6 separate regions of the Mus musculus genome follow, and all the other regions are linked to region 2. A link is a contact called in public Hi-C, HiCAR-type and promoter capture Hi-C data. All regions are on one chromosome and are shown on one strand. Each heading gives the region's core, a stretch centred on a gene start, on an enhancer-like site or on the middle of the called end of the contact. The rest is flanking DNA. Distances are from core to core; before and after follow the strand shown.

What was found. Promoter capture Hi-C pulls out the DNA fragments that hold promoters and counts their contacts. Hi-C and Micro-C count contacts between places; a contact is called where the count stands out from the background. HiCAR-type assays count read pairs that join an accessible place to other places. Capture Hi-C pulls out chosen DNA fragments and counts their contacts.
Region 1: a Hi-C map of B cells shows a contact between it and region 2, with 6 read pairs. The contact joins the promoter of Fkbp1a here to the promoter of Zfp120 in region 2. A contact is called at or near these places in 1 of 39 promoter capture datasets (pre-B cells), 1 of 484 Hi-C or Micro-C datasets (B cells) and 2 of 9 other capture datasets (adipose tissue and liver).
Region 3: a contact with region 2 is called in a promoter capture Hi-C map of embryonic stem cells, with 3 times the contacts expected there. The contact joins the promoter of Cstl1 here to the promoter of Zfp120 in region 2. A contact is called at or near these places in 1 of 39 promoter capture datasets (embryonic stem cells) and 2 of 115 datasets of contacts at active chromatin or transcription factors (astrocytes and large pre-B cells).
Region 4: a contact with region 2 is called in a Hi-C map of CD8 T cells, with 9 times the contacts expected there. The contact joins the promoter of Nxt1 here to the promoter of Zfp120 in region 2. A contact is called at or near these places in 1 of 39 promoter capture datasets (pre-B cells), 5 of 484 Hi-C or Micro-C datasets (CD4 T cells, CD8 T cells, forebrain and 1 more), 3 of 115 datasets of contacts at active chromatin or transcription factors (astrocytes, embryonic stem cells and large pre-B cells) and 1 of 9 other capture datasets (liver).
Region 5: a HiCAR-type map of astrocytes shows a contact between it and region 2, with 4 times the contacts expected there. The contact joins the promoter of Napb here to the promoter of Zfp120 in region 2. A contact is called at or near these places in 1 of 39 promoter capture datasets (liver) and 3 of 115 datasets of contacts at active chromatin or transcription factors (astrocytes, embryonic stem cells and neural tube).
Region 6: a contact with region 2 is called in a promoter capture Hi-C map of adipose tissue, with 3 times the contacts expected there. The contact joins the promoter of Nsfl1c here to the promoter of Zfp120 in region 2. A contact is called at or near these places in 1 of 39 promoter capture datasets (cranial neural crest), 1 of 484 Hi-C or Micro-C datasets (B cells) and 2 of 9 other capture datasets (adipose tissue and liver).

What each region holds. Positions count from the first base shown.
Region 1 is chr2:151,539,267-151,543,740 of GRCm38.p6, forward strand. It overlaps Fkbp1a (FK506 binding protein 1a), which reads left to right and starts at 3,217. Exons shown (of 5, transcript NM_008019.3): 1 at 3,217-3,478; 2 at 3,552-3,599. The coding sequence starts at 3,442. Gm14167 (predicted gene 14167) reads right to left here and starts at 3,205. Exons shown (of 3, transcript NR_166213.1): 1 at 2,987-3,205; 2 at 2,157-2,338; 3 at 1,460-1,619.
Region 2 is chr2:150,135,072-150,139,711 of GRCm38.p6, forward strand. It overlaps Zfp120 (zinc finger protein 120), which reads right to left and starts at 1,607. Exons shown (of 4, transcript NM_181266.2): 1 at 1,497-1,607. The coding sequence starts at 1,571.
Region 3 is chr2:148,748,147-148,752,491 of GRCm38.p6, forward strand. Cstl1 (cystatin-like 1) reads left to right here and starts at 2,215. Exons shown (of 4, transcript NM_177655.4): 1 at 2,215-2,254; 2 at 2,665-3,008. The coding sequence starts at 2,781.
Region 4 is chr2:148,670,038-148,674,048 of GRCm38.p6, forward strand. Nxt1 (NTF2-related export protein 1) reads left to right here and starts at 2,578. Exons shown (of 2, transcript NM_019761.6): 1 at 2,578-2,798.
Region 5 is chr2:148,731,073-148,735,315 of GRCm38.p6, forward strand. Napb (N-ethylmaleimide sensitive fusion protein attachment protein beta) reads right to left here and starts at 1,348. Exons shown (of 11, transcript NM_019632.3): 1 at 1,194-1,348. The coding sequence starts at 1,291.
Region 6 is chr2:151,492,102-151,496,322 of GRCm38.p6, forward strand. It overlaps Nsfl1c (NSFL1 (p97) cofactor (p47)), which reads left to right and starts at 2,081. Exons shown (of 10, transcript NM_198326.3): 1 at 2,081-2,311. The coding sequence starts at 2,207.

The DNA.
Region 1 (4,474 bases), core at 1,967-4,466, 1.4 Mb after region 2:
GCTTTCCCTTTGGGAGCTGCAAGTGGAAATTACCTTTCCTGTGGAACTCATAGAACTTACTAGCATGCATCATTTTCACTTAGCCTCTGTCCTCTCCTCTGAATCAACCTCAGATCACTAAAATTTCAAGCGTCCTCATTTCAGGTGTTGGCAATTCCTCTATACTTGTGTGTTTTCCAAATGTGGTTCCCAGGCCAACAGGATTGCCGTGGTTTGGTGAACTTGAGTGTGAAATGTTCCTACTTTATATGCTTATTCCACAGCTGGGGGCAATATTGTGGAAGATATGGAGCTGAAAGATTCCATAGCTTACAGCTAACTGATAGTTCACTAGAAGTGGGCCTATAAAGATTACATACAGCCCCTGGTCCCTGCTTCATTCCCTGTTTCCTGGTCCATTGTAAGTAAACAGCCTCTGTCTGCTACATGCTCCTTTTTTTGCCATGGAGATAGAAATTCTCTGGTGCTGCAAGCCCAAATAAATCTTCTCTCTTCCTTCTTCTTTTTTTGTTTTGTTTTGAGGCAGGCTTTCTCTGTGCAGCCCTGGCTCTCCTGGAACTTGCTCTGTAGACTAGACTGGCACGGGCCTGCTTCTGCCTCTGGAGTCCTGGGATTAAAGGTGTACACCACCACCTGGCTCTGACCACAATATTTAGACACCCAAAACCAACTGATTTGAGTATTGCTTTTGAATGTTTAGAACTACAGATTGTCTGGCCACACGTCACACTAGCACAGGATTCTGGGGGTTCTAACAGATGATTCTGGGGCATGTTACAGCAGTTCCCTGTAGTCATTACCTATACCTTCAAGCAGCTGAAAGACCAGCAAGGGTGGCCTTCAAGGTCAAGATCTATGAGTTGGGATATTATATAAGCCAAGAATCTATTAGCTGTAAGTAGCAGAAAGTCCAATTCAAACTAGCAAAAGGAGAGCTTTCTCAGAATGAAATGAAGGATCATCTAGATTTAGATACTGTGAAATATAGTTGAAACTCTTTTATATTTATTGTGTGAGTACATATGTACGTGCAAATTTGTGTGTATGCCTATGTGTGGAGGTTGTGTTAATCCAAAAGATGGGAGGAGAATTAAAGCAGGCTTTTTTGTTTGTTTATAAAGGCTGCCTCTCCCCAAGGCAGAGTTTGAGATTGGATGTGAGGAAAAATAAGGCTTTCATAGCTCAGGGGTAGGGAATTTCCAGATGGGGGATTTGATGGGCAAAATATGTGGAGTTATAGGACCAGAGCAAACAAGTCAGCCCTCATGATCTCTTGAAACAAAGACATGGTTGCAAGATGGGAGTAACAAGGTAGTCATAGTCATAACAAGGTGGTCATATAATCTTTTGAAACAAGATGGTTATAAACAATTCTTTGAAACAAAGACATGACTGCCATTCCTGGAACAGGCAGTACTGAACTATTTGTAGTTAAGATTACAGGTGAGTCATAGCCCAATCCTTGAAAAACAGAAGTTTAATCATAAATAGGAATGGACCTCCTTTGTCTTTATGATAAGATGGCTTTTAAGCCTAAGATGGTTGCAGGCTGGATCTTCATTCCCTGCTTGTCTTCTGTGTCCCTGTGAAATCTTTGGTAAGGTCTTAGCATTCTTTATCTGGGTGAAAACAAAATTTGGAGCATATCAAATGATGAAATCATAAATTATACCTGTTTGGTTAGCATAGATAAAACCAATATTTTAAGGCCACATAATCTTGGTATGCCAATAAGTTCTTTAAGTACTTATTTTGTCTCCTTTGCCAGGGAGTTAGTTCCATTAGACCTAATATTCCGACCCTTTGTTGAGAACAAGAGATGTATTCTCCTCTAAACCTACTTCCTGCAAAAATTAGGATGCCACTGTTAGAGCCCAGTAAGGCTGGGGTATTACCCAAAGGCCAGGGTGGGCTAGGGTAGTGAGGTATTCATCCGAAGCTGGTTTGCTGACCCAGATGAAGAGACAGGAAGTATCACATCGACTAGACTGATTTATATCAACTTTCAGCAAGTCCAGGACTTTTTGGTTTTGTTTGTGGAGCTGTTGTGGTGTAGATCGCCTCTGGAGCAGTTTATAGTCCCTAGATTGGGATCTGACAGAACCAGAAACCAGATGTCACCAAAAAAAAAAACATTAAAAGTTTCTATGACTTACCAGAGGATGCCTCCATAAAATAAATACATATGTTTTTAAGGTGTTGGTGGGTTGGTTTTTGATCCTGCTGTCCAACAAACTGGAGGTGTGTGCTTTCTCCAAGGTGTGCACCCCTAAGGTACAATTCCTCAGTCCCAGAGGGCCAGAGGGCAGGATCCAGCTTCTGAATTTCTGAATTCAGCCTAAGATGGAGGCAGATTGGTTCAGCTGGACACGTGGTCTTTGGGAACGTGGTCTCTATGGTCTCTGTCTACCTCTTTTAATACAAGGTTTCTCACTGGCCTGGAGCTCACTGAATAGGCTAGACTGACTGTGTTCCTATCCTCAGCACTGGGGTTACAGGTCTGCACCAGCAACCCTGGCAGTTTTATTTTATGTGAATGAGTGTTCTGTCTATGTATCCATCTGTACACCGAGTATATGATTCCCTGGAACTGGAGGTAACAGATAGTTGTGAACTGCCGTGTGGGTGTGGGAATTGAACTCAGGAAGAGCAGCCAGTGCTTTTAACACCCGAGCCATCTTTCCAGCCCATTAAGTTTTTATTCTTTAAAGTACTGAAGGTATTCAAGCAAAACTCACAAGAGCCCCATACATACATATATGACTTTTTTCTTTTTGTTTGTTTGAGACAGGGGTTATCTTCCCTTGCTGCTCTGGAACTCGCTCTGTAGACTACACCAGGGCTGGGATTAAAGTCGTGCGCCACCACTCCCCTCTCTATTTCCATATATTTAATATATACGTATTCGTGGAAGAGTGGGCTTTCACGCAGGCTAGTGTTAATACTGACTCTTCCAAGAAGGAGCTCGGAACCTAGGGCCACTTACAGACGTTTCCTTGGTTCCACAGGTACAAGGCCTACTCACAGCTATCGTCCTTACAGGGCAATTAGTTAGGTGTGCGCAAGTAAAGCATCTCTGAGTGAGCTCGTCAGTAGCTGGTGGGCCCGTTATTACTGCGGCGTCTCCGAGGCGGAGAAACGCAGAGGAAAACCGGGAGTAGCCAACAGGACGCGCCTTCCGCCGCAGCTGCATCCGGGGGTCTGTGGCCTCCGGACTTCCGGTCCCTCCGCCTAGCTGCCCCGCTTCAGGGATGTGAGCGCCTCGCGCAAATAGGGCGGGGCGTGCCGTGCGGTGCGGTGCGCGTGCGCAGGAGCCACGAGAGGGACGAAGCCGAACCTCTGAACCGCCGCCAGGTCCGCTCCGGCTCCACGCCGCCCGTCGCGCCGCCACCCGCGTCCTTTTCCTCCTCCTCCGCCAACGCCGCCGCCGCCGCCGCCGCCATGGGAGTGCAGGTGGAGACCATCTCTCCTGGAGACGGTGAGTAGACACCCGCCGCCCGTTTCCCGGCCGCCGCTCGCAGCCACTCACCTGCAGTCTTGTCTCTCCTCAGGGCGCACCTTCCCAAAGCGCGGCCAGACCTGCGTGGTGCACTACACGGGTGAGTCGGACCGGCCGGGTGGGGCCGGGCGGGAGGGGCGGCGGCTGGGGAGTCGGGGCGTGGTGGCCGCGTGGCCGGCGGCCGAGGCCTGGGCGGTGGCCATGCCCCGAGGGACAGGCTGGGCCCGCCGCGCCGAACGGGACATGGGGTTGGCGCAGTCTCGTCCGCCCTGAACGGTGTGCGGCCCCGGATGCCGCAGGGAGCCTACTGTCCAACCGTAGAAACTGAGGCTGGGGCGAACTCATCGCCTGGCGGAGGTCACACGCTCCCGGCCAGGGACCCTTCGGGAAGATTTGAACCGTTTCTGAACCCCGATGGCTTGATGCCTTCTTCGTGCGTCGGGATTCTTCCTTCAGTAGATAGAAGGGGAGAAAATTCCTAGTCTGCCCAGCCACCCTTTCCCAGGGAAACCCTTGAATTCACCTTTCTGGGGCGGGTGGGAAACGACCCACTTGCGAAGTCATTATTGTGGCTTCACGTGCCCTCTCAGAAATAGATAATGCAATGTCTATTTCTCTTTGACCCACTTGCAAATCTCAGCCTCCATGGCAGTGATTTCCAGACCAAAGGATGTATACCATAACATTTTCCTTTCCCCTTTCTGGGAGTAGAGACTTTCTCACCCCCATTTTTAAAGATAAAGGAAACTGGGGGGTCGTGAATGCAGTGCACAGTAACTAAGTCAAAGGAGATTTTAAAGACGCGCATACTCAGCCAGAATTGAAGCATCAAGACTGCTGGCCCTGGGACCATTTTTTACTCCATGCCCTTACAAGGTCTTCCTGGGTTGGGGAGGGGGAGGGGGAGCTGACTGTGCCTTCATAGCTAGGCAGAGTGGTGTAGCCACAGCTGATATGAATCGGCTTCCCTCCCCC
Region 2 (4,640 bases), core at 357-2,856:
AGTAGAAGAAAGCAGTGGTGGCAAACGCCTTTAATCTCAGTACTTGGGAGGCAGAGGCAGAGGTAGACAGATTTCTGAGTTCAAGGCCAGCCTGGTCTACAGAGTGAGTTCCAAGATAGCCAGGGCTACACAGAGAAAACCTGCCTGGAAAAATAAATAAATAAATAAATAAATAAACGGAAGAAAGTATCAAAGCTGTGATGGGGGTGTCTTGGATAGGCTGTCTTATGCCACACAGGCTTCTGAAGAACAGCATCCTGTATACTTCTTACAGGGGGAAAATGGAACAAGATACGAGACTTTTATGAAGTCAGCACAAACTACTATACAGTGAGAAAACCACAGGAAGGAGCTAATAAAAGAAAGCTGGAGAAACAGGAAGAGAGAACCTCTCAAAAACGTTCCTGACCAAGCCCACACTGGACTCGGGACTGACAACCATAGCCGCATGTGGTGGGATCTCAGGGTCTGAAGCAAGCCATCCCCGAAGGCCCTGGCCCCAGACCTCCACCCGCTCTCCCAAGCACCGTCCTTGCTTTAGAGAAGGAGCTCTATTTTATTCTCAGCACTTCAGGGCCTTAGGGGAAGCTCCCAAGCCTGAGCCCCAGGCTGGCATTGGCTCTGGAGACCTAGAAGGAGCTGTTCTATGCCTTGCTTGACCAGGCCAGTCCTCACCAAAACAGTGTTTTTCCTTTTCAAAAGGTTGTCACCAGCTGTAGTCTTGCCCATGTGGCAAAACGATGCTTTTCTCAAGAAGAAAACCAGACCTTTATGGCACACCAGGCCTTAAAATTGGTTGTGGCCCTATTTTACCCCTTGGAGCCACTTGTTAGAGACCTGCTCTTTGAAGTCAGGATGGGCCTAATTCATGATTGTAAAGCAGAGTTGTCTCCTATGTTATGGTTTGTGGACAAATGTCTGGACAATCCTGGTACACTACCACATGTATTCTAGCATCCTATTCTCCATTCGGCCTTTTTAGCATAGCACATACCTGTGTGGAGTTTTAGGGGCAGTCCTTTCTCACCTACATTCGACTTGCCGTCACTACAAGCATTAGTCTAGATCCTTTACATCAATTTTACTCTTCTACATCACCGCTTAATATTTGAGTGCTATCCGACACACGAGATGCCTTTTACAGGCTCCACAAAATTAACTCGAAATGGGTCTTATACCTACCTGTAAAATGCCTAAATGCTAAGGCCAAAACTTACTATAGAAACTAGGGCTCTCCGAGTTTGGCATCCTGCCAAGGGTATTTCTACACAGAAGCCCTTTCCCCAAATGTTTTGTGTAGATGCAGCCACGCTAGTGAGATGATTCAGTGCCCACCGCCAGGTCCAGAGAGAGAGAAAAGGACCACAGGGAAGCTCACAAGTCTCAGCTTCTGTCAGGCTGCTGTTTACTACTGAGCCCTGGGACGACCCAGCACTCCAGCCCCCTTGGCTCAGCCGCCTGCTCCTCCCCTTTGTGGGAGACCGCCTGGCACTTACCATGTCGGAACTTCTGGGCTTGCCTGAGGTCCCCGCACCCAGGAGCGGTACACAGAACACATCAAGCAGAAACATTCGCGACTGCCAGCTTTAAAAGAGGAACTTGCAAGATCGCACCCGGAAGAGCCCGCCTTCACTTTTGAGTGGCAGATCCGGCTGGATGTCCTGATTGGCTAGTGAATCTGGAGTGACATACACACCACCCATAGGATTAGAGTGTGTTGAAGGGACACAGAGGAATAATTCCAGGCACAGGTTGCCAGCAGAGGCCAGTCCTTTTCCGGGTCTGTAGAAATTTGCATTTCAGTACCACCTGTGTCTGTCTTCCAATTGCTTGCTGGTCTTTTTCCCCCACCCTGGTCAGGGGAAGACCCACAACTCCAATTTGCTGTTGCTGAGTTACCCGCCTCTCTCCACTGTGGGCCACATTGCAAATTTGGAGCTTTCCAAAGCTCCAGTCACAACACTCAGTAGGCACTTCCGCTTCTTCCTTTTGGAATCATTGAGACTTTACTTAGGGAATGTTGATAAGTTCACATATAGGTTTGCCTACCCCTATGCATGCTATGTTAAATCCTCTTCTGAACTTGATCACAAGGTAAAAGCAGAGATTTTTAATGGCATATAGCTCAAAGTCATGCAGAAACATTTTGTAAATTATAAAAGTGATGGACAGAAATGCCTCTAGAATGTCCATCTTCTATTACAAAATCTTAGCTAACCATCCAGTAAATGACGCTGTAAAAGTAGATGGCTAAGGAGCCAATGCTGCCTGTTAATCATTATCTGTGATCTAACCAATAAATGTATCAAAATGTATAGATACAAAAATGTATCAATGTATAGAAAGAACAGAGAACACTAATGCAGAGGACCAACCTCACCTAGGTCTGGATTCCTAAGAGAAGGGGTGTTCGAGAGCAACAGGGAAACAAGCAACTAGAACTCAAATCATGGGTCCAAGCTGCTGGCTTATGTTCTGCTGAGATAGCATTCCAGATGAGATGGCTTCCCAGACTGCTTTCTCTGTGTCTGTGTGTTCTGCTCTGCTCTAGACAGATTTTACCTTCTATTCTAAAACCTCTGAGGTTGAGACAGCTAGCTTTCTGCTTGAGACAGCTCTCTGCTAGTAAAAATTCTAAACGCTCTCTGGATAGCTCCTCAGTTTTCTGACCAAAGTCAGAAAAAACTGATCTAAAAAATTCGTGGCTTTTCCAACCAATTCAAAAAATACTGTTAGAAAAATTCTAAAAGTAATTCTTGGGTTTTCAAAATCAGAAAGGAAAAAAAAATCTGCTGTGTTCACTCTTCACATAGTCTTCTCTGGATAACTGCTAGAAAATATTTTAACAGAGCTGTGTCGCCTCTCTAAGTAATTCTTTGGGTTTCTAACCTCAGACATTAGAATGTTAGAAAAAAATCCTGAAGAGCTGTGTTTGCTTTCCAGAGATATCCAGATAGCTCAGCTCTCAATACTGAAAAAAACATTTTAAAAAGTAGTGCAGTATCTTCCTGCTAGCTCATCATATGCAGATCAAAAGCCTGTTTTTTTTAATTATATATGAATTTGGTTATTTATTCCAGGATCCCTTTTGATTATCCTATGAATCACCAGCCCATAACCCCAGCTCCTTGATGCTTAGGAGACAGCAAGTACATTTTATTTATTTATTTTTAACAATGTAAAAGAATTCAGAAATCTTGCTTAACTCTGTTATGTAGCTGGGTAGGAGTGTGCTGGGGGGACACAGAGTAGTTGCAAGCAGTGGAATGTTTCTATTGAGGCTTACTGGGCTATCCTAGTAGGTATTTGGAAGACTCTGCTGCTGAGAGTGACTTGTACTGTGCAGACCTGGCCCAAGATGTTTCAGTGAAGAAGAACTTCAGTATCTGGCCTAGAGACTGTTTTTGGTGAAGAAGATGGGTGCTTTATGCCCTTGTCTGAAGAGTCTACCTGAGACTAAGGTAAAGAGATTTATATTAGTTGTATTGACAAAAGAAGTCTTTAAAAAAAATCTCAGCAGAGACCTTGTTCTCTTGTTTTGTCTTATGAAGAGTGTTTTAATGAAAAGGAGCAAGCAGGAAGGAAGAGCTACATCCAAGAAAAGAGGTTCCCATTTTCCAACTTTATTAGAATATGTGTGTTAATTTGTACTAGAAGTCATTATTCTTCTTTCTAAGTGGTTCAAGGAAGATTAAAAAAAATAGTTGCTATCAGCACATTCAAATAGGATGTCAAGGGGCTGGAGAAGGGTCTCGGTGGTTAAGAGTACAGGCTGCTCTTTTAGAGGTCCCAGATTTGAGGCCCAGTATCCACAGGACACACATCCATGTGTGACTCCAGTTCCATGGTGATCAATCCCACTTTTCTGGCCTCTACAAAGCATCAGGCATGCATGGGACACATAGATGTACATGCAGTCAAAACTGCCATACACAAAAAATATTAAATAAAACAAATCCTTTCTCTCAAAAGTTGAATTCATCAGGCTATTTTTATTTCTTTCTTTATTTTTAAACAACCAACCGAATACATAAATATGTAAGTAAGTAAGTAAGTAAATAAATAAATAAATAAATAAATAAATAAGTGAATGGGTTGGTGTCAGAGGAGTAAGGCTGGTGGTAGGAAAAAATAATGTGAATTTGTGGCTGTTTATGCCTTTGAACAATGTTTTCAGGAGAGGGTGAAGGTGGAAAACTGTGCTGTAGATGATAGTGAATGCTGAAAGACTGAGAGGCCATTCTTGTTGAAAACTGAATGCATGGTGCTAGAATCACTGTGTCTGTTGGGTAAACATATGCACATGAATGAAAGTGTCCATGAAGGACAAAAATTAATGGGAAGAATTTACCCTGTAGCTACTGTGACATGCAGGTTTAACCTATCTCTTGTCTGTATTGGGAGCTGAAGTCTGGTTCTCTGAAAGGGCAATGTTTGCATTTACTCAGTGAGCCATCACTCCAGCCCCATCACCTACTTTCTTTTGTCTCCCAAAACGACCTGCCCAAGGTGCTACTCTACAAGATGGGTTAAGTTCTTTCACATCAGTCATCAATCAGGAAAATCTCACATGGGTTAGACTAAAGACCAATCTTATGGATGCATATTCTCAAGGTTTCCTTTTCACAATTGCCTGTAGC
Region 3 (4,345 bases), core at 965-3,464, 1.4 Mb before region 2:
GAGGAATCCAGTTTTCCAATTCTGTGAAGATAAGCAAGTACCTTCTTTGCCTTTGTTTCGAGTGTGTTATCAAGCCCCTTACTTCCCCCTTTTTGTCTTCATTCCTTATGGCATTATATCTCTGGCTCCTTATTTTTCCTTTAATTCAAAGGCAGGTTTCTGATACTCACTGTATTTCTCATATTTATGATTGTAATTAGAGTCTCTATTTTGTCTTTATTCCACAAAGAGCTTGGACTAAGGCTTAAGGCTCACCAGACAATGGACCCCACTTAGTTCTTGAACATTAAAAAAAACTGCCCATTTATTCTATATCCCATTGATACAAATAGGCCAGTTATTTCTCCTTTATCCCATAGATTAAATAAATATTTATTTTCTCCTCCAAATCATCAGTCTTTCTGGTATTGTTTGGGGGGAACTAATTCAGGAAACAAGATGCCCACACTGACATGAGGCAGGAAGCAGTTCTATTGTGCAGTTATGACTTACACTCAGGCTCAGCAGAGGACTGTTTGAAAAGCTCAGCCCCAGGGCTGGAGAGATGGCTCATTAGTTAAGAGTACTGTTGCTCTTGCAGAGAAGCCCTGTACCTGATTCCCAGCACCCACATTGGTGGTCCACAACCATCTGTAACTCCAGCTCATGGGACTCTGACGCTCCCTTCTGACTTTGTCAGACATCAAGCACACAAGTGGAACACACATGTACATTCAGGCGGAACATTCATAAATATAAAATAAAAATTTAAAATACATAGCAGAAAGAAAGAAAGAACTGAACCCCAAGTTCAGTTAAACAGAATGTTTCGTACACCTCTGTCCTTCTGCTGGCACATAACAATCCAATTTTGTTGGCTATATTTAGCTTAATTAATAGTGTGTTGATTGTCAATAAGCAGAGTTCTTCCTCCACCCAAGTAGCAGAGCTTACTTAACAAGTCATTTCTAATACAGAGGAGAAAGGTATAGGTGAGACATCTATTTTGTAGTGAGTTCGGCTCATCCAACCTAGAGTGTTCTAAAGCTTCCATGTCTGGAGCTCGACAGATTCTAGGACTCTATGGAGCACAATATGGACGCTGTGGTACCCTAATAGTACTATAAACTATTATTACTGGAGGGACACAATGAAGCTTAGACTAGGACTAGGAGCTCATCAGACAATGGATCCAGCATATGAATCAGATTCAGGAAGAATCACACAGATGATTTTGAGAAATCTCCAGTGCTGGACACAAGGACAAATGCTAGGTGTGGTGGCACACACCTTTAATCCCAGTACTCAGTAGGCAGATCTCTGTGAGTTCCAGGCCTGCCAGAACTCTATAATGGGACTCTGTTTCAAAAACAGAGATGAAAAAATCTAGGCTCAGGGAGATTAAGTAGCCCAGAATCTCCAGAGTACAGCTGGAGCATGAGACATGTGTGTTGCCTGCCATATCACTCTGCTTCTCAATGACTAGTTTTAGTTTTTAACGTTTAAACTTTAATTTTGAAATAATATGAAACTTACAAATAGACTGAAAAGATCCCGAACAAACAAAAGCCCACAGAACCTCGCCTAGGTCTTTAACCTCCTGAAACATTGACATAATCCCAGTACAACTATAAAACTAAGAAGTTAGCATTTCACAATACAGTCACTACAGTACATTCAGATTGTGGTATATGTGCGTGCGTGTGTGTGCGTGCGTGTGTGTGTGTGTGTGTGTGTGTGTGTATGTTGGTGCAGGTAGATGTGTATGAAGGCCAGAGGTTGCTATTGGAATGTCTTACAGCATTACTCTCTGTCTTATTTTTGAGGCTAGGTCTCTCAATGAACCTAGACTTAGCATTTTGTCCACACTGATTGACAGGTGAGGCCCTGGGACCCACCCATATTTGCTTTCCAACACTATGGCTATTAGTGTTCACAGCCCAATCTGACTTTTCTGTGAGTGCTGAGGATCTAAGCTAGGATCCTTATGCTGACACTGAAGAAAACATCTCTCTAGTCCAAGGCTTTGTTGATTCTCTTACTATTGTTCTTTTGCTGGGGGCAAAACATTAGGGTACTGTAATGAGCTCTTAACATACAGGTTGCACCCTGCAGCGATAATTTCTGAGTAAGACTCCTGGCTGACTTCACATGGGGAGCTTGGGGTTACCTCACAAAGCTCTGCTGGGTCATAACAGGATTACAAGGGATAGCCTGGGAACCTGCCAGCACAGTGGGAAACAGCAGAGAGAAATCTGTGGCAGGTAGGAGGCAGGTGAGTAAGGGGACCTGACTGAGGAAGCACAGGGGTTGCTGGTGACTTGATAAGGTGGGTGGAATATACTACGCCAGGTTCCATGTGGTCAATTCCTTTGTCTCAGTTCAAATACAACTTATTCCATAAACTTTCATCTATTTCCATACACAGTGCCCTCTGCTATAGCATGTCTTTATTGTGTGGCTCTGAAGTCTGTTCTTGGGATCACACTACATGTACAGGCAAGGCTAGGGAACGCTCTCATGGCTTGGTATGTGTGCAGAGACAACCTCTTAACCTGGATTGCTAAAGAACAGAATGGCCATTGCTAGTGGCAGGAGCACTGCTCTGGCCCTTGGGAAGTTTTCCATGGATAGTGTCCTTAGCACTTTGGAAGAGTGAACTCAGTGTCTTGATCTCTGCTTTAGGGTCCGTGAAGCTGTCTCCCAGGAAGCCAATGCCGGCAAGACTGCTGTGGAAGGCGGAGAGAACTGTTGCTGCACTCGAAAGCTGGCAGCACTGCAGCTAAGTGCCTTCCGAAGCCATGGAGATGAAGGCCAGAGGTTTGAGGATCCCCTTGCTGCTGTTGCTGGTGACTGTGGTCGTAATGGCTAAGGTGAATCACATCCAGAGGTGGGGGGGTTTCAAGGAGAAGGCCATGAGCAAGAAAAACATCAACTCGACACTCCATTTTTTCATCCGCTCTTACAACAACGCAAGCAACGACACCTACTTGTATCAAGTTCAGAAGCTAATTCAAGGTCAGATGCAGGTTTGTGCTTTGTTGCCCGGACATCAACACAAGCCCCATCCTGCTTCTTGAGACATATGGGGATTTTCTATAACCAAGTCCTGGAAACTCCTCAGGTAGCTTCATGTGCAATGGGTGCACACGATATCTCTGAGTTAAGCAGCTCATTTGGTCATCACAGCCAGGTCGTGACCTAGTCTGGCCTCAGGCTGGAAACTAATCCTTACTACCTTTTCCTTGGCCAAAAGCTGACCTGTAGCTACTCTGCATTGTTCTATGGGAGAAATTGCATTTTGTTCTGCCTACCAGAGGGCAGCATGGGGATGTCTTTTTTTTTTTTTTTTTTTTTTTTTAATGATATTATCTGGAAAAACCATAAGCAGGCTCTGTAGATTCCTTTACTTCCAACAGCATTTTTATTTCTTCAGTGTCCAGGACTGTAAATCAGGATTGAATTTTGTGTTTGAGACATTTAGAGCAACAAGTCTTTGGTGAGAGCAATGGGGTCAGGGAATGCAGCCAGATTAATTCTACCTGTTTTTAGGCACAGTCCTCCCTCCTTCCATGTGAGTGCTAGGATCACATGTGCGTGTCATTGTGCCTTCTCTTTTGTTTTACACACAACTTTGTTGTGAATCTTATCAGTCGAAAGGCGGTAGAGGAAAGCATTTGCTTGAAAACTATTGAGCCAATGTTTCCTCAAGGTCAGATCAAACCAGTCAGAAACAATTCTGCTTCCTAGCTATGCAGTTTTGAGAAGAAATCGTTCACTATGAGAGAAGATTACTAGTCAGAGAGAATGGAAAGCAGATGGAACAGGAGTTAACAGCAAGAAGGGGAAGACATGGGGCCGGGTGGGCAATGTAAGTTTGATAGCTAAAGTTCCTTAATCCCAACACAGACATTCCTGGGGATTCCTTGGTATTATGCACTATAACCACAAGGTGGCGCTGCTTCGTCTTCACTTTGATCGGTTTCCTTAAACTATAATTGAGATACTAATATAACCTGTGAAATCAACCTTCTACCATTAACAGTTAACTAGTCGAAAATATTTTTTAAATGTTTATATGCAAACTTGAAGTTATTTAAAGTGATAAGCGGACAATTTGGACCTGTCACTTGGAAAGGGAGGATCATGGACACAGGTTTCTGGACATCTCAATATCTAGATGTGACTTTGAACGTCTCAATCCTGCAAAGAGGGGGTAGTAGACAAGCGTGGTAAGTGGTGGGCCTGGTTTCACCTTTCAGCTGTTCCCAGCTGTGGAATCATGATTACGCATCATCTAGAATCTTTCCTGCCGCTTCTTCAGAGGCAAAATGAGTCAGAACAGCAACAATTTAGCACAATGCTG
Region 4 (4,011 bases), core at 1,328-3,827, 1.5 Mb before region 2:
ATCGAGAAGGCAGAGGATAGACTTTATAAAACACTATCTGGCATTATTGACTGTACATCTTCCATGGCCCACCATAGCCTCCCACAGTTCAGTCCCTAAATGAGCTCACTGAAACACAGCCTCAGATCACCCTGGCCCACCAGAACTAAGATGGGCCTGCCCAGGTCAAGAGACAAGAAGAAACAGATGCAGTTCAGGTGGCAGTGTAATTGACACACAGCTGCCCAGACACTACACTGACCTCAAGTCACAGAGCTGCTTTGAAAACGTGCTGTTAAAATTCTATCCCAGGGAACAGCACTGACAGTAGGGGAGGAGAGCAAGCGTGTTGACAGATTTTAAGATCTATAAATCAGGCCCAACTCTGTGTGTGGACCAGATGGTGTCCTTCTTCCTCCTGGTCTGGCTCCATGTAGCAAATGGGAACACCGCTCCACAGCTGCTTAGGCCAGGATCATTTACCAAAACTGCTCATGTGATTGGGTAACAAATCCCACCGATCTGTCATATGGTTGTTCCAAATGTAAAAGCCAATCATTTCCTTAGGACTGTTGGCAAATGAAGTTACTGTGTACATAAAGTATAAAACATAATTCAGTTCTATTTCTGGATGCTAATTTGGACAGAGACCCATGTGAAGCTCTTCCCAAGAATATTATTAGTGTTCGTGCTTTACAGAGGAGGCAGCTGGTTACCAGGTAGGCAAACTCACATCACAATCACACTGATGATACCCAAAAGACACAGTGCTGAAGCTGCAAGTAACTATGTGTATGCCCAGCTTTCAACACTGACTCTAGAAACTGCCAAGTCCAAAATTGAAGAGTGGGCAAAGATTTTGCTTAGCATGCTGAGCAGGCCTTGTGTTCAACCACCATTACACAGACACTCACACATACACTGAAGGTGACAGTCCTAACACTCACTGACGGTCTGGACATGAGATATTATTTATGTCAAGTTGACAAGGGATGGATTGTAGTGGTTATTCCTGGTTGTCAGTTTGGCTATATCTGGAATGAACTACAATCCAGAATTGGAGGACACACCTGTGATCCAGATCTTGAGGCTGGAAGACACAAGTTTCTAACCTGCATCTTGGCATGGAGATTTTGGGGCATAGTGGCCATGAAAAGTTTAGGCTAAACAAGGTAGTACACACCTTTAATGCCAGGAGATTGAGGCAAGGAGAACCCTGACTAATATGGGGGTGGTGGAATGGTGGAGGAGGGGGAGGGGGAGGGGAGAGAAAGAGAGAGAGAGGGGAGGGGAAGGGGAGAGAAAGAGGGAGAGGGGGGAGGGGTGGAGGAGAGGAAGGGGAGAGGGAGAGAGAGAGAGAGAGAGAGAGAGAGAGAGAGAGAGAGATTCTATCCTCTAGAGAACCTTGACGAATACGCTCAACTGTGTCAGTGGCCAGTCCTTTAGAATCAGAGGCATCTCTAATCTCCCAAATTCAAGGGCTACTGAAAGAATAAAGGTCAAGTTCTCCCTCAGGAAAAGTCCTGGGACCTACCACTACTTTATCCCCAGGTTTACTACATATTTTTGTGTAACTACTGCTCCAAAGGCACTTATTCATCCTTGAAACTCAGACTCCAACTTAATTCTTTCAATAATGAAAACTTTTCACTCACTTAACTCCAGTGGGAAGTGACCTATATTGAACAGCCATTCTCGTTTCTTAAATCTAAAAACAAATGTTCCCTTAGTAACATGAGCAAAAGGAGCCGAGAGGTTGGTAACAAAATACAGATTAAAGTACTTAATTGAACAAAGCCACTTACAAACAGCTCTCCTAGCCGGGCAGATGAAGCAAAGAATCAGGTCTCAGCAAAGTTAGCTCTTTGGGTTTTGATACACGAAGCAGTTTCCCAATTTCCCACGCGAAATGGCTCCATTTCTATGCTAGGTATCTAGACAGCTCCAGATTAAAACAAATTCAGTGTCTTAAATGAGGTGGTACTGCGCCGCAGCTGGAGCCAGCAGGAAACTCAATTTGCACTGCATAGAAAGTCAACTACCATTGTCCCCTTGCCCGCCTCTTCGACCTCAGTTCTCACTAGACTAAAATTTGTTCTCTTATAAGTTCATCTGCTTGTCAACTCTAAGTAGCTTCACCTTAGGAAGGGTGCGCTCAGCTAAGATATTTGACCATATTTGACCACAAGGACTTCCACAGACTCTCAGATTTAGCCTTCCACCGGGTTCCTACACTACGGGTGTCTATGTGCTGGGTTCAGTCCAGAGCCTTATTGAAGCCATGCTGTTGTCTCCCTAGTTAGCATCAACCAGTGAAGCTCCACGTTGAAGCTTCACGAGTCTCCACAAGATATCATCCCAACACACACAGAAGAAGGGAGCCAGATCTAGCAAAGACAGATATCTCTTATTAACCAAGCCTTCCACAGCTAAGCGCGTTGACTCCACCCTCTCCACAACATCCAATCAGAGCTCCCTCAACCGGATCTTCTAGGATAGTGCCTAACCCGGAACCTACACTGTCTTTGCCGCCACACCTGGGCGGAGCCAAGTTTTCTACTGGCTCGCGTAGCTGCCCGTCGCGGGGAGGCGGGAGTCGACGGGAACCGGGATGCTAGCGCCTGCGCACATTGCAGCTTGCGGCGCGCGGGAAGCCACTACCGGCGCTTAACCGTTCCTCGCCTCCTGGACGTCGGCTTCTCAGGCGGAGCCTCTGGGAGGAAGAGGAGAACAGGAGAGAAACTCTTCTGGCCCGGGACCGCGACCGGGGCGGAACCCGGGACCGAGTCGCCTTGGCGGCGCTGACCGAGATCGAGCAGGTAAGTGAGCGCTCCTGCCTGGCCGTCTGGCAACGCCGCGGCACCAGGGACCTCTTCCCTTTTCTTAGGCTCAATAAGACATGGATGTTGTCCTTTCCTCCACGTGGTGTCTCTGCAACCTGGCATCAGGCTTTTTTATGTGCAGAACCGTGGCGGTGAGTTTGCCATACCCGGAGGAGAGCAGCAGTTTGGGGCCGGGGGATGTAAGAAGCGACTCCCAGCTGGAAATGAGGCCCGGGGCACGGCTGCCGTTTCTGAGGTCCAACTCCAGGAAACTACAGTATGAACCATGGGAGTGGAGCATCTTTCTGACTCTCACTCTACTATGTTTCGGTCGTACTGCTCTCTCCTTAAGAGAGAAAGATGACCGGGTTCTGTGGGTAGCTGAGGACCAGAAATAGGGGTGATCATCTTTGGGGGCGTGACCAATGTTAGGGCGAAGCATTGTGGCCTAAAGAAGTGGGGATGAGGTGGTTGGACAGAGAAATATGGTTACCTTGGAGAACATTGTTAAGCCAGCATCCCTAGAGCTGTTTTCATATAGAACTGCTTTCAAAAAAATCCTGGAACTTAGTAAGCATAGCTCTGACTCCCTTGCTTCCGTAGAATGAAGCAAGTAAGTTTGTAACTCTTTTTGTAAAGTTGTTACAGTGACTTGTGCAATGATGATTGAGGGAATGTACCTAAACTACTAAGCAAACAGCACTTCAGATTGATTGTTGAGTCGGAGGACCTTGGTGAGAGAGTGGCAAGAGCAGTATCAAGCTGGCTCCGAATTCATCTATAGGGCCAGCTTCCTCCTTGCTCTGTGTGGAATCCATCGTTCATAAACTGATAAGCTTAAAAAAATGAAACCGGGCATGGTGGCGCACGCCTTGAATCCCAGCACTTGGGAGGCAGAGGCAGGCGGATTTCTGAGTTCGAGGCCAGCCTGGTCTACAAAGTGAGTTCCGGGACAGCCAGGGCTACACAGAGAAACCCTGTCTCGAAAAACCAAAAAAAAAAAAATGTTGGCCCAGGCATGGTCGTGCACACCTTTATTCCCAGCACAAAAGGCAGAGGCGGATGTCATGAGTTCAAAGCCAGTGTGGTCTACATAGAAGTGGCAGAAATACATAGAGAGAACGTGTCTCAATAAAATAATAAAGGCTCTTGAAATGAAAAAGCATGTGTTCACAGCTTAAAGTTTTAAGCTTACTCTGTAGAGACCCTG
Region 5 (4,243 bases), core at 98-2,597, 1.4 Mb before region 2:
CAGACCATGGTACCATAAACTGTATCAATGTGACTCTAAGCATTTCCTGGAGATGCAAACATAATGGGGCTCAATTAAACTATTATATAATAATTAATGTAATTAGTAGTCAGATGAATGAAGTAAAAATAAAAGTCAAAGTTCACTGGGTACATTTTCAGCACTTAAGTGTCTATACTGAATTTTTACAGAAACTGCGTCTCACAATGCAGCAGTTTAGTATGTACCTCTAGTCCCTCTCGATAATTAAAATCTGTTCTTGGTACAGATCTTTCACTTTCAAATGGGAGAAAAAAAAGAAGAGGCACACGTAATTTCTACCGCTGTCATAAACAGCTGAATCATTCGCATAATCAACAGCCCAGAATTCTTCCACAAGCTCTCAGGGCAGGTTTTGCTTTTTGAAAGCTCAGAATGTAAACCAAACCCTTCCCTACCAAGATATGTAAGAATTAACAAAATCACGGGATTCCCAAAGGATACTCTGACTTTAAAAAGGAGCAATGTTACATACAGTTCATCAAACGGGAAGCCTGAACTACGGATACAAGTCACTCTGGCAAATGAAAAACACACCAAGGAGGATATGATTTCAAGGCCCTTGAGCCAAGGCCAGCGGGCAAGTGCCCGGGATACAGGGGCGCAGACTTCGCGCTCCCCACGAGCCACCAGCTGCTGCCAAACTCCAGGTTGAATTCCAGAACCTCACAGTCCTGGCTCCCCCGGGGGATTTACGGGCCCAACCAGGGGAAATGAATAAATCTGGTCCACCAGGAGGGGTGGCATCCTTGAAGAGGCAGCTTGGCGCGGACCCTGGAGCTAGCACCGGACCGTTGGCGACGCATGGGACTTGGGGGACCACAGAGATCTCCGAGGACGCGTAGGTGTTCTGGGTTGTTTAAGGGTGCCTGGGGATTGTGAGCTAGAGGTTCTCCGGGTGTGGGTGAGGGGTGTCCAAGGCCTGAGGATCCCCAAAAGGTTCTGGGGCTTGCAGTGTGTGCTGACTGGAGAGACACCCCAGACACGGCCCAAGGGATGCGATGAGGCCCTGGATGCTACGGGACCCAAAACAGAGCGTGGGCCACTGGGAATCCCGTAACCCTAAGCAGTTGCGCGGGGTACTCTGCGGTGGCAGCCGGCTGGGCAGGGGATCGGGCACCAAGACCCCTAAGGGCAAGACCTCTGGCGCTCACCCGAACAACCCTCGGAGGAAAGAGTGGGAAGCCTTCACTCGCTTCTCGGCCTCCGCCATAAGCTGGACCGCTTCTCGCTCCTTCCCTGCGTTGTCCATGTCACCCGCTGCAGCCAAAGCCTCCTCTGCTGACTAGCTAGGCTCCCGGGACGACTTAGCCCTCCCTCCAGCAGGTGCGGACACGCAGGCGCGGCACGCGTGGCCTTTCGGGATCTGTAGTCCTACATTCCACCTTAATGCCAGTTTGTCAGAGACCACAACTACAGTTCCCAGCAGGCTGCTGGGCAGGGCCGGGCGTTCTCCCGGACTCCCTGGAGGAGGGGGAAGGGGCGTGGCCTTCTGGAGGGGTCTTGGGCCTTGGACCCTTGGAGGTAGACTTCAAGGTTGAGAGAGAGAAAGAAAGAGAGAGAGAGACAGAGATAGAGACAGAGACAGACAGAGAGAGGGAGACAGAGAGACACTCTACAAGCAATACTGCAAAATTTAATCTAATGCAGCAGTTCAGCTCAATTTAGTCAACCATGTGGTGCCCCACCTCCCAACTCTGCCAGAAAAGCAGCAACAGCTGGCCTAAAGAGCTATTTTTAATTTCTGACAGCAAGACATTAAAAATGCATCATCATCCCCAATATAAATTCAGAGTTGATTTTAAGCGTCCCCAAACTACAACTTTCCATTTGGTCCTCTTGTTTAAAAATGGATTGCATATCTTTCCTGTAGGCACAATCTACTCTTGTTATTGACTGAATTCTATTAAATGGCTATAAGCCAGTGAACTCTCTTATGCTTTACATAATGCTGGCTATAGTGGGTGGATCTTGACAAAATTCCTGTCTGCCAGGAAGACTTCTAATCTACTAAATATCCATAGATAGATGCAATCCTGTGCCAGTGACTTCTAGGCCTGTCCCAGAGGGAGGTGTTTTTTAATACAATGTCTAGACCATTTATGCTTGGCAGTGCTACTTCTTAGGTGGTGCAGCAAATAGAATTACTGCCAAATGAGAGTTTCTGATGATTTAAAACTCTTCATGAATACGCTGTAGGAACTGGCAAGCAGAATTTGTCTAAGAAAATGAAGCCTGTTTTCAGAGAACATAGCAAGAGCGTTTAAACTCCTGGAAACAAGCTACCAAAACTGATGTCACAGTGTGGCATGATCCAACCATAGCAGGATGCTCTCAAGATAGAGGGGAATATCGGCTCTTGGTGCATAGTTTTTTTTACAACTACTATGAGCTTGTTTTTTTGTTGTTGTTTTTTTTTTCACTTTGGAGAACTGATTTGCAAGTTTGGAGCAGGAGGGTAGACGGAGGTAGGAAATTGGAGGTGGCAGTGGATGTTGGATTGAAGAGAGAAAAATTGCAAAAAGTGAACCAACATTGGCATTTGAAAAGGAGTCAGTTGGGGAATTTGGTGGATTGAGTCAACTCCTAAGCATCATGGGCAGCAGCAGTGTGTTGATCAGAGCAATTCCCAACCCTGGCTGAATGGAACAACTCTGCAGGATAGTCAAGAAATATTGATCCCTCTGCCACTAGTCTTTGGTGTCCAGATCTCCACTCTACCCTATTCTGGAGTTAATCATTCTAAATTCTAAAGCTTTGGATGAAAAGGAACCAGAATACATTCTCCCAAAGCACACCTCAAAAACCAGACATTTCACTCATCTGCCTTTAATGGATGCTCATTCATTCAGACTGTGGCACCTACCTTACAGTGGCTCTGGGCACATCCTATTCAATGGACATTCCGGATACATTCAAGCTGAGTGAATACAAAGAAGAGTAGATTAGAAGGTTAAAGGCCCACTCTCCATATCAAACAGTCCATAGAGGTTATCCCACCCAGCAGGACTCAGTTATTCGTGGGTTCGAGGGGGACTGCAAACCTGGGCGGAAATGGGAGGGAGAGAAAGGAGAAGCCGAGACCAAGAAGGGATTCCTATCAAGGTCTCAGTTTATTAGGCAGAAACAGTGGTTCTTAAAGCATACATCGAGGGGAATAGGGAGGGATTGAGGGGGAATTAACAAAGAACAAAGAAGTGGGCATCTGGGGACATGAAGGCCGAAGTCAGGCTCCAGGTGGCAGGCATTCTTCGTCTTATCTCCGGAATTCGAATCCTCCTTAACAGCCTTGGGTGTCAGTCCGGGCTCAGCAAGTAACTCGTGTCCTTGGATGTCATGGGAATCAGGAAGAGATAAGGAAGAATTCAGCTTTTACAGCCTCAGGTGCCAGAAAGGGAACAGGGAGAAGGAAGTGATGAGCAGCTCCTAGCACAAGGTCATTTGGCTTGTCAGGGTGGGAGACTGTGAAAGGCTTTTTCTCACGGTATGGTCTCCAACATAGAGGCATGACTGAACTCATCTGAAATCCCCAGTTCTAACAGAAAATGACGTTCGTGAGTAGAGGATGTGGCCATCTGCCTGTTGCTAGAGTTGTAGGTAGAGTAGGGCCACCTTTTATAACCAAGCCTCAACAGTAAAGAATGGTGTGACACTTTTCTACACCGAAGCAAAGAGGTAAAGCTAGCCTACATACAGGGAGGGGAATTGGATGATATTTCTTGATGAGAGGGACTCAACCTTGTTTATTTGTTTGCTGTTTTGTTTTGTTTTTTTCTGGGACAAGGTCTCTCTGTAATACTGGTTGTCCTAGAGCTTGCTACATAGGCCAGGCTGACCTTAAAGGCAGTTTTAAGCCACCACAGATAGGTTAGAGGAAGTCAGTCAACAGCCTGGTCCACCCTGGTAGTGCTGACCATGTTGTATGTCTGGAGACCCCCAAGCTGAGAAATAGAATCACCTCTGGTGACCCTTCCTACCCTAAGGAGTCTGCTAGGGTATCAGCCCCCTCTTCCAGGACATTTACCTTAATTTCTCTTCTGCTTTGAGAAAATACTCTGCCAAAAGCAACTTAAGGGAGATAATAATCCTGACCCACAGTTCAAGGTCTTGGTCGATCAGAGAAGGAAAACTAAGGTGGAGGAGCACCAAGCATCTGGTCACAGTATCTACAATAGAAACAAGGGCAATAAATGCTACGCTGCTC
Region 6 (4,221 bases), core at 831-3,330, 1.4 Mb after region 2:
TGACCTGGAATGAGAGTACTGAAATAGGGATGGTGTGGGTTTGGAAATCTGAAAAGCATAATGTGCACTTAAGCTGGGCTATTCGAGGAGTAGAGTGCCATGGACGCCATAGGTGGTGGTGATGATGATGATGATGGTGATGGTGATGATGGTGATATATGTGTATGTTATCCTGGAGTAATGTTGTTGTTCTGGTGGTGGTGGTGGTGGTGGTGGTGGTAGTGGTGGAGTGTGTGTGTGTGTGTGTGTGTGTGTGTGTGTGTGTGTGTGTTAGTCTGGAAGCCATGAGTATTGTGTGGAGTGCCCTGGATATTTGGGAGAACATGTGGAATGGACTAACTGGAAGCTATAGGTTCTGGGTACATTTCATACCTGAATGACAAGAAAGTCAGCTTTAAATTGAAACCAGAACTTGACCACAGGTGGAGCTGTGGGTGATGCTGTGTATATGTAGAGAGACAGCGAAGATAGAGGCTTGGTCAGTCTTTCTCCAAACTTCCAGGCTAGGACATTTGTTTAAAACTGGGATTGAAACTATAGCCTCTCCCATGACAGGCAAGGCCTCTGGCACTGGGCTGCATCCTCTGCCTTTTAGCATGGATTCACTTTCTCACCAGGTTTAGTTTTGTTTCCCAGACTGACTTTAAATATGCTCTGCAAGGTCACTCTTTCAGTCTCAGGCACCTGAGAAGCTGGGACGGCAAGGCCCAGGTTGTACTTTTCATTAGGTGTGGTCCTACTGAACCTCTGGTTTCTGTCTTTACCTGTAAAATGGGAATACTAACCTCTACCTAGCAGAGGTTTATTTTATGATGAAATAGATAATAATGTGAACACAGCACCTTCAGCAGGCTAAGGGAACCCTAATGCCCTGCACCCACAATTATTCCTATAGTCTTCTTGATAGCTGTCAGGCTGGGCAGAGGGCTGACTATGAATCGGACCAGCATCAAAAGCAGATAGGGTTCTCCTTACTGCTTCTCTGCAATGTGTTAGGTTCCAAATGGCCTCTGTGGGCCTTTTCAGTTGGTTACAGTGGGACTGATCTGCAGTTATACCAAAGGACGGTATTCACACCAATCCAGTGCTGTCGCGTTTGCAGCCATGCCCGAGGCTGGCTTAGAAGTTGGAGATGCCCCTGGCAGAGCTACTTCCTGCTCTTCATTCTCATAGTATGACTCTGTGGAACAAAAAGACTGAAAGGGGCTCTTGCATAGACCACTCCCTGTGAGATCCTCATTGTCTGATCCATGTGTTATTTCATCCATTCACTTATTCATTCATTCACACATTCATTAGTAGTGGCTTCATGCACAGTGAATGTGGCTCTGAGTCAGGCATAGGAAGAAGAGGAGAAAAACAAAGCATATAATCAGCTGACAGGAACCTCACTGAACACTCAATAAGTTCTGGTAGAATAATTGCTGGTCACCAACTTAGCAGATTGTAGGATGGTAACAGTTTAACCTTGAAAATGAGGGATAAATAGATGGACTTAGGAGGCTCCCAGCTTCACTTGTCCCCACTTTCACTTGAGGGGCAGCACTGTTGGAGAGAGAGCTCTAAACTTTCTCTGTAGGTGACACATGTCCATCTTACCTCTGCTCTGAGTCTCCTTGTCCTGGGCCAGCCTGCCAGTGGCAATGCAATGGTGATTTGCTAGATGCTGTGGAAAGTGGCAGGCTGAGACTTATACTAGTTTAAGATAGGAAACCATGGGGATGTGAGCATCGGTTAGAACTGTTAGGGTCAAAGGACATAAGCAACAAGAAGACAGGATACTTTGTTTTATCTCTGTTATTTCCACAGCCCTTGGAAGAGCATCAAGCCATAGACAGCGTAATGCTTCAAGAAGGAAATTAATGTGCAAATAAATAATTAACGAAATAAAGGGATGAGACCATGAGTAATTTCCAGGATCTGATTTCGGGACTACTTCATCCTGTGGGAAAACCAGCCCCTCCCTACTCACTTCCATCGACCTTCTACTTCAGCCATTAAGGTGAGGCTCACATAGGGGCCACCAGAGGGCGCGAGGCGGCTAGGTTTCCCACACGGAGGGCTTTTCCTGTGGCACCGCATTGGGCGGAGCCTACGAGCAGGCGCCCAGCGGCTGGACGCGGTAGAACGGCGGGCGGAACGCAGACCTGGGGTTCGGGCTGTTGCAGTGTCCGCCGGAGCGGTTTGGGAAGTGCACGGGGCGAAGATGGCGGAGGAGCGGCAGGACGCGTTGAGGGAGTTCGTGGCGGTGACTGGCACTGAGGAGGACAGGGCCCGTTTCTTCCTGGAGTCGGCTGGCTGGGACCTGCAGGTAGCGCCGCGAGGCGGGCCGCTTCGGACGGGCTGGGGAATACGGAGTGCGGCGTCGGCTCTGCGATCCCTACGCGGCCGAAGCGCACAGTCATCCCTGCGGGGCTGGGCCCTGCCTGGCCCAGGCCTCATGGTGCCTGGGGTCGCTTGCCACGCGTCACCGGCCTGGCTTGGAAGTTCATGGAGGCGGGCGGGCCCTGCTTTGCAGGGCCTCTGTTTTCCTGCGGGCTCGCAGTGTTGGCGAGACTTTGGGCGCTGCCGCAGTCCGCGTGGAGTCGTCGCCTGGGGGCGTGGCTGCCACGGCGAGTGCCTGCGGGTGGCCGGGTGGAATCGAGTGCCCTGCTTCCAGATGGAGCCCCACCGAGGTCGCGGTGGCCTTCCGATTCCGCTTCTGCAAGGATGCTGTGCTGGTGGGGGAAACCCTGCAAGGCATCAGCCCACGCCCCACTCTTGCCTAATTGCAGGGAGAAACTACCTGTGGGATTGTGGCGCACGTTTGGGGTCTCTGCACATTTCGTAGTTAACTGTAAAATGGGAATTTCTTAGGACTTACTGTCTTGTTCACTGGCATGTAGTAAATAGTCACTAAGGAATTAATTTAGAAGGCAAAGCTCCACCAGGCATAAAATGTTGCACACTTCTGATCCCTAGAGCAACACCCATCTCTTATTGCTCAGAAACACAGTAATTAATGTTAGAAAGAATTGATTGCATAAATGTCCTTGGCCAGCCTACATCTTAGGTAGATGACGATGACTAATATTTCTTGAGTACCTACAACAAGCCAGGCACTGTTCAGCATTACAGAATGTCTCATTTACATGTCTCACATTGCAGCTGAGACTTGGAGGATAAATAACTTGCTGAAGAGCTAACTACTAATTAAACAGGTAAAGACTAACCCTATCTTATGGATAAGGAATTGGACCCTCAAAGGGACACCGAATGTGCTCACTGTGTGAGCTTTCTGATGTAACCATGTCTACTGACTGTAATATTTAGCTTCCCAAACATTAGGGATCTTTATTCCTTTAACTCTTTCAGCACTCTGGAGGCAGAAGATCTCTGAGTTCGAGACCAGCCTGATCTACATAGTTCCAGGAGTAAATAGTCCCTCTTTCAAAAACATAACAAACAGAAAGATGCTCTTAAAGGCGCTGTGAAGCCTCTGTGCTGAGTGGAAATACATAAGAGAAAAGCTTCTATCCCAGTAGATCATCCGAACTGAGGCTCTTACCTGTGTGGTAACTTGACTAGCAGTGCCAGGACTTGAATGCAGGTTCTCTAAATGTCAGTTTAGTACAACTCCTACGATGGCACATGACTTCCCAGAAGCTGGTTATACTACATGAAGAATACCTTCAGACTGATTGTCCCATGACAGCTCATTTCCTCCTAGACAGTTGGTTACCTTTTAGACAGGAGGTGCCTCCTCCATCTCCGTGGGACTTCATTGTTCTGTCTTCTCTCTTTGTGTGGAGAATGTGTGATAAATCAATGCCTTCTCATTGAGTTGGCGACAGTCACAAATGACCAAAGGACTCATATGAAGGGCTTTCACATGTGTAAAGCTAAGGTGACTGCGTTAACTTTAGTGATTATCTCCTTCAGTTTTATAGGTTTGGTGGAACAGCATCCCCATTTCAAACAGGAACCGGGCTTCACAAAGAAAGGAAATGTAGCATCTGTCCCTATACTCTTCTTCCTCTTAGAACATAAGCTTGAGGGCCTGAGCATGCTGCCTGGGGTTGAACCTGACCCCACTTCTTACCTCCAGAAGCTGTCTTCATTTTGCAGTCCATTTGTGCCAGCTATAAAGTGAGACAATAATGATACTAATTACGAAATTCTGAGTAGATTAAATGAATTAATATATAGTGTACAGACGACCTGACACATGGATAAATAATA